Regions from separate parts of the Triticum aestivum genome. Here region 2 is linked to region 1. A link is a contact called in public Hi-C data. All regions are on one chromosome and are shown on one strand. The core of a region is the stretch at or near the end of the contact, and the rest is flanking DNA. Distances in the headings are between cores, read along the strand shown. Region 1 holds the start of LOC123045160. Region 2 has its middle 9.8 kb from the start of LOC123045161.

Region 1 (3,476 bases), core at 628-3,127:
CGCCCGCCCACTTGCTCTCGACAACAATTACTGCGCTTGCTGATGATTCCTCGATGCTCTCTCCTTCACTGTGTAACTATTCCTGTTCACTCACGTACGTACACCAGTACCACTCTATCAGCTTGCCGGCCGCCTGCTGCTGCTGGTCAGTGCTGTCTCGTGCCTGTCAATCTAAGCGTGCGCGCGTACGTGCACAGCAGCACAGTCCACACAGAGCTGGGCGCGTCCTTCACTTCACAATGGTCACGGACATCCCTGGCCACTCGTACACGCGCTCCTCCGGTCCTGTTCGCGCGGCCAATTACTACTTGATGCAGGTTAATTCGCCCTCTTATTTCTGTTTCGAAAGTGCTCTGCACACGATTGACTGCTGGACGATGTGTGCCCGACGGAAGCAGGAGCCACACAGATTAAAAACCCCAGCTAATCCTACGGTCTACCTGACTTGTCGTCTGTGGGTCGTGCGTCCATCCGTCGTGTGTATAGCAGTGCTCTTTCTGTTTTGGAGCGTACGTGCCCGTAAGCTACTCCGCTGCACTAGTCCATCTCTAGTGCGTGTATACAGTGAGAAATACTCCCAACCCCAAGGAAAACAGTCAGAGTGTAATCCAACGGACCATGCATACGCCAACACGATCACTTGGAGCTAATAATAATCAAATTGGATTATTATTTTCCGGAGAAGTTTTGTGACAAACTGACGATATCGGCAGGTAGCTAGCTAGCTAGGGATAGCACACAACCCAATACAATCGAAACAGACCCAAAACTCTACCTGCAGCAGCTACATGCTCCATACTGCAGGAGATTAACTAATAATTAATCAATCACCTAATTTTTCTTCTTCATATTTTCCCACACCCCCTATCCTAATTCATACTGATTAAGAACAGTACATGCATCTTATAACGAATGATCCAACAGGAAAGTGCCCTCCGAGCTTATGAGTAGCTAGCTGGCTGACACGAGACGATGATGGGGTACACTGCTTGCTTTGCTTAGCCGAAGAACCCGGTGTTGCTCCAGACGGCGTCGCGCACCCGGCTGAGGTCGCGACCTTTCAGCGTCCTCCCCACGCCCTCGAACACCGACGGCGCAGCCGTGCCGCGCCCGCTGCTCCGTGCCTGGGCCTGCAGGTACTCGTGCGGCGCCATCCACTCCCCGTCCTCCTCACGGCAGCTCACGCCGTAGCCGTGCTCGCCAGACCCAGGCGGGAACCTGGCCGCCGGCCACTCGGGCACCCTGACAGGCGCCGAGCTCGCCACGTGATGATGGTGGCGCCCTGCCGGCGCGGACGCCGTTGCCTCGAACGCCAGCGACAGCCCCCCTGCGGTCCACCGGCCGCGACGGACCTGCTCAGGTTGCCTGCCGCTGCTGGTGGAGCGGTTGGAGTCGGGCGCAGGCGCGGCGAGCACCGACCAGACGTCCTCCTCGTCGAGGTCGGCGAGGTGATCGGCGGCGCCGGCGACGTGGTGACCGCTGGCCTGGACGGGGTAGAGCAGCCGCTCTGATCCGTACCTGCAGCTGCGGCCCTTCCCCATGGATCGATATCACTGGCTGGCTAGCTAGCCTCAGGAAATTGGAATCAACTAGCTAGCGAGTGCCTCTCCCTCCCTCCCTCCTTCCCTATGTATGAATGGATGGATGGCAAGCAAAGAAAACAGAAGAAAAGAAACGAAGAATCTTTGCTACTGGCTAGCTAAGATGAATCGAATGATTGAAGCTTTTTAATCAACTCACACAAAGCCTACTATACTGTCTGCCGTGTACACAAAACCAACTTTTCCCCCAAAAAAGTTAAGAAAAAAACGAGAGCAAGGCTACGAGAGGCCCTGTGGATGGGAAGAACTCCACTCAATGGAGTGGAATGGAATCCATGGGCGGGCAGCCGCTATATATATACAGCCGAGCGGAGCGCAACTTGTTGTGTAGGATCTCCGTGTGCGCGAGGCAGTTTGAGCGGCCATGACGTCGGCACAGCCGCGAGATAAGATGGAGACGAGCTGCCCACGTGACTGCCAGCATGATGTGGGCCCGCAGGCGTAACCTGTTGTGACCTCACACGTGTCCGTTTGTCCACCTGGGCCCATGGAGTTGCCAGCTACAGGGTGCCACGTACAACTCAGGGTGGAGCCCCCGCGCGCATGTCACCAGGCAATGCGCGCATTGCATTCTCGTCCTTTTCCACCCGGGACCGAGAGTACGCATGCTGCATGCATGTAGTAGTATTGTACTCACAGGTTCATACATAAAACATGTAAAAAGAAAGGTTTCGTAGTACATATAAGAATGCAAATGTACTATTCCATGCATAGCAAGCCAATAAAAGCAGTGCTACACAGACGATAGCTTGTGCACGATTTGTGGACGATGGACAACAGCACCCGTTGAGTAGTATTGTTTAACAAATCTGCACCGTTCAAGGATGCCGTCGTCCAAACATCGTGCATGCGCAGTCGTGTGTAGAATAGTTTCGAGCCAATAATGTACTCTCTCCGTTTAAAAATACTTGTCATTAAAATGGATAAAAAGAGATATATATAAAACTAAAATATGTCTAAATACATCTTTTTCATTCATTTTGATGATAAGTATTTCCGGGCGGAGGGAGTAGTACAAATATGAAAAAAAAAGTTCATTCATACAAGCAGTAGTACAATTTAAGTACAGGTTAATTTTAAAAATTATTATGGGCTAATGATGTGGTGACATCCTTATGTAATCATGAACATACGCACTTGGAAAAGATGATGAGTGTACTAAACAGAAGGGTTTAAAACAGGGCACGCACACAACACATTCGACGGTTCACAGGGTGCAAGGACCACCGGTCGTCATGAGTGAGCCCATTTTGTCTTAATTTGAGTGCATAGCTAGCTAGCAGTACATCTACTTACGTGTTTCTTTTGGCTCTTGGCTTATCTCTCTCCACAATCATCCATCATCAACGTACTTACTAAATGACAAAAGGACATGTCATATGAACTGAGTATACACATGCAAGCTACTTCCTCCGTTCCATAATGTAAGATATTTTTTGACGTGTCAAAAAATATCTTACATTATGGGACGAGGGAGTAGCTAGCTAGCTTTTTTTTTTCTCAAATACGTACAAGCATGCATATCATTCATTAGAGAAGAGGGGGAAGACTTCCCAAAGTGTGCGGTTGTATAAATATTTACAATTGGGCTTTGTCCAACGCCACCCAATTCACGCGAACTAACTACTCACAAACAACCCACGGTGAGCCCTCCGCCTCCTTGATTAGGCCAACCTTCACCCATAGTATGCCTTCCTCTTTTATCTGGTTGATGCAGACCGACACGGACGACGTTGCTCCGTTAAGATGATGTCATTTCGGTGTTTCCATATCATCCACATTCCAAGCAGACACTTGGCGCGTGTGGATCTTCGGTGCTCCCGATCCTGATCATGACTAATGCACCACTCCTCCAAGGGTTCGTCGATCCTGGGA
Region 2 (3,476 bases), core at 549-3,048, 37 kb before region 1:
TGTCCGCCACCAGGATCGCAGCTCGTCGTCCTTGGCTACGGCAGCCTGGACATCCTACCGGGGTGGCCGGGAGTGTAGTCCCGGGCGACACGGACATCTTTCCCGGTGGGATATCACTGAGGGAGAAGCCTATTAGATTTATGTGTAAATTTGATACTCTCTCCGATCCAAATTATTTGGCGCACATTTAGTACAATTCTGTACTAAAGTTATACTATGTGCGCGTCGTCAGTTAATTTGGATTGAAAGAGTACTATATGCCACTACAAATTTTCAGGCTTTGAGAATTGATATCACTATTTTGTGTATTTATATATTTTAAAACATGCCACTACAAAGTTTTATACTCTCAAATATGCCATTATATACCGATCGAGCCCATTAGGAGACTACATGGAATCCCTAAAAAAAGACAATTAGGAGATGCAGGGACGGAAAATGCCCCTTGGAACTGCCAAACGCCACGCCGGTGCCGGCGAGAGCGACTTTGCACTGCGAACAATCATCCGGAGCTGCTCACTTCTAAGAAGCTGCGCATGTAGGCTCCAGCATGTCACCATCGACACTGTACGCAAAAAACCTGTAGTAGCCGAGGTGGCTTACTGATTAGGCTTCGCATGTAGAGGTCTTGTGCGCAGCCTAGTGCCCGTCGTGCCGCCGGCCACAGCCAGCTCGTCCGCTCGCTGCCCATTGGGACGTTCAAGGCTGGCTTAAGGGACGGCAAGCACGGTTGCCTAGTGCATGGGAGCGGACGCTAGCGCTGGAAGGTCTGGAACGCCCCCAATGGATTTCCTCTCATTTCATCCCAATCACTGCTCCCGGTCCTCGACTGCTGACTCCTCCGCTGCTTCCAGCCAACGCCTCCAAGCTGCTCCCGACCGCTGCGCTGCTGCCGGCAGCCCCCTCCGAGTTGCTCCCAACCACTGTCTGTCATGGCTCGGTCGATCTCCATCCCCCGAGCGCCCAGCGCTGCTCCCACTCAACAGGTGGTTCATGCCGACGAGGTGGAACCGGAGTGCCCATCGGCATTGCCTCTCGGCCAGCACGACATCCGTGCCGTGGTCATCTTCCCCGACCCTGATGACCGCCGCCGCACACGAGGCTCCTCCCACGGCACCGATTCCGGCCGACATCGGGTCCGCGATGACGCAAGAAATGCGTCCCCGCCACAAGCACCTCCTCCCGTGAGCCGTGTTGGCCGAATTGTGTCGTCTCCTTTGACTCTATCCGTCCATCGCCGTGTTTCGTTCTCCTTCTCCGACAGCCTGCACGCCAGATCCAGAAGGAGTGATGTCACAGGGGAGATCTTAAGCCAAATCTGATTTACTACGTGATGCTCGCCCAACTCAACTCCAACGAGGTCGCAGGGAAAGAGAGGGGAGGGGCCGCCGGCGAGGAAACTTGGAGAGGCTCTAGATTAATCGATCTCACTAGAGAAACCTCCAGAATATCTTGTTTTGGTCGTTGGCTCTGTACAACACGCCTCGGTCTCAATCTCAGCCATAGATTCAAGATCGGACGGTATATACGGCCCGAAGGCAGGCACATCATCACCACGGACTCGCTTTTTTATAGGAGTAGAGATTGAGAAACCTATAAACAAGACAATTTGCGAAAGTTAGAAGAAAAAAGCAGAAGAACATGCTGGATCTGAAAATATAAAAATCAAATAAAAAATAATGAAGAAAAAACCAAAACAAAAAATCGCTAGTTGTGTCGGCCTGTCTGGACGAGCCTTCAGCGAAGTCTCAACTATATGATGCACGTCTGCGTCTTATATGATTGATCACGGTCTCGTTTAACGCGAGACATAGGGCAGAACACGATAGCAAGATGGGCCAGCCTAGGCCTGCGAGTCCACGTGCACAGGCCAAAGCCTCCTTTTTTCACCTTTTTTATTTTTGTTTTTTGCTTTGCCTTTTTTACTTTGGTTTGTACTTCGGAATATTCTAAATATGCAGTATCTTACAGAAAACACTACACATAACAACATTTAAAAATAATAATCAAGCATTTTTGAAAATGTTAAATGTTAATAGAATATATTTTCTCATGTATACCAAAAATATATACAAAAAATTACAATGTGTATGAAAAACTTGATCATGATTTTTTTTAAAGTAATCAAACATTAGAAAATAAAGTTAATCAAGTATTTTTAAAATGGTGTCCAGCATTTTAAAATTGTTAAATGTTCATAGAGAAAATATTTATCATGCATATAAAAATATAAAATGTCTATGAAAAAAGTTGCTCAAGTATTTAAAAAATGTCAATCGAGCAATTGAAAAATGTTAATCAAGTAAATGAAAATAATTAATCAAGCATTTGAAAAATGTTAAACGTGTAATGCAAAATGTTTCCCTTGTATACAAAAATATACAATTTCTATGAAAGAATCTTGATCGTCTATTAGAAAAATGTTAAATGTTCATTAAAAATGATGAGAATGTATTTAGAAAATGTGAAACGTACATAAAACAATGTTGATCATGTGTTGACCGTTTTATTAATGCCAACAAACATTTTTCACACAGAATGTACATTTTTCATGAACATTAGAAAAAAAAAGTATGTACATGTTTAATATTTTTAATTACAGAATTAAAAATTTCAAAATATATAGTTTTGGTTTCTATTTTATTTAATGTACATGTTAATTTTTATGTGTACGCCAGGTAATTTCTTATACACATTTAATTTTTAATAAATACATGATCAACATTTTCTCATATAAACAAATGAAAACCAAAGAAAGCCGAAACAAAAATCAAGGGATTGAGAATTAAAAAACAAAGAAAACCACTGCAAAAATAATGGAAAACAGCTGAAACCGAGACCAGGTACTCACCCCGCCGGAACTCGCAATCAAACATAGGGTTGGCCCCAAAGAAAAAGAAGAAGAAAAGAAAGAAAATAAAATACCAAAGAAAAACAAAGAAAACCGTTGAAGAAACAAAGAAAACCGAAGTATAACAAAGGGAAAAAGAGAACCCGAAGAAATTTGGTGAAGATACAAATAAAACTGAACAACATGGATGAAAAAAGGAAATACCGAAGAAAAGCGGTGAAGAAACAAAGAAAAACTAAGTATAACCAAGAAAAACAAAAAGGAAAAAAGCAAAGAAAACCAATGAAAAAACAAAGAAAAGGAAAAAAACCGAAGAAAAAATGTGGGGAATGAGCGAACAGAGCGGCGGCAAGCAAGCGATCAACACGTGAAAAATGGGCTGCGTGTTACTATAGCGCACAGGAAAAGCTTCAGGCGAGAGAACCTTCTCTCTCGCGTGAAGCAATATATAGTGAAGCCTCGACTATATGATGCACGTGAGCGTCTTATAGGATTGGCTAGGTTTTTGTTAGCTTCTGGATTGAACAACATATGGCATATAGGTTAATGGGCCTCCTTGGTTAGACTCTACGCTAACAAAAGGTTGTAAGATAGTGAGATGGCTGTTTTTGGCTCTGGGTGCATA

What was found. A called contact is a pair of places that touch in the nucleus more often than the background predicts.
Region 2: a Hi-C map of leaf shows a contact between it and region 1, with 3 times the contacts expected there. The contact joins the enhancer-like site here to the promoter of LOC123045160 in region 1. A contact is called at or near these places in 2 of 5 Hi-C or Micro-C datasets (both in leaf).

Annotation. Positions count from the first base shown.
Region 1 is chr2B:403,027,776-403,031,251 of IWGSC CS RefSeq v2.1, reverse strand. LOC123045160 reads right to left here and starts at 1,877. Exons shown (of 1, transcript XM_044468103.1): 1 at 654-1,877. The coding sequence starts at 1,541. The coding sequence ends at 999.
Region 2 is chr2B:403,064,858-403,068,333 of IWGSC CS RefSeq v2.1, reverse strand. No RefSeq gene overlaps it. Among protein-coding and RNA genes, the nearest start is that of LOC123045161, 9.8 kb to the left of the region's middle. Within about 2 kb of position 1,798, at least 1 of the 8 cell types and tissues checked has an H3K27ac peak or open chromatin away from gene starts, as enhancers often do. A contact at or near this core is called in leaf, where this site is marked.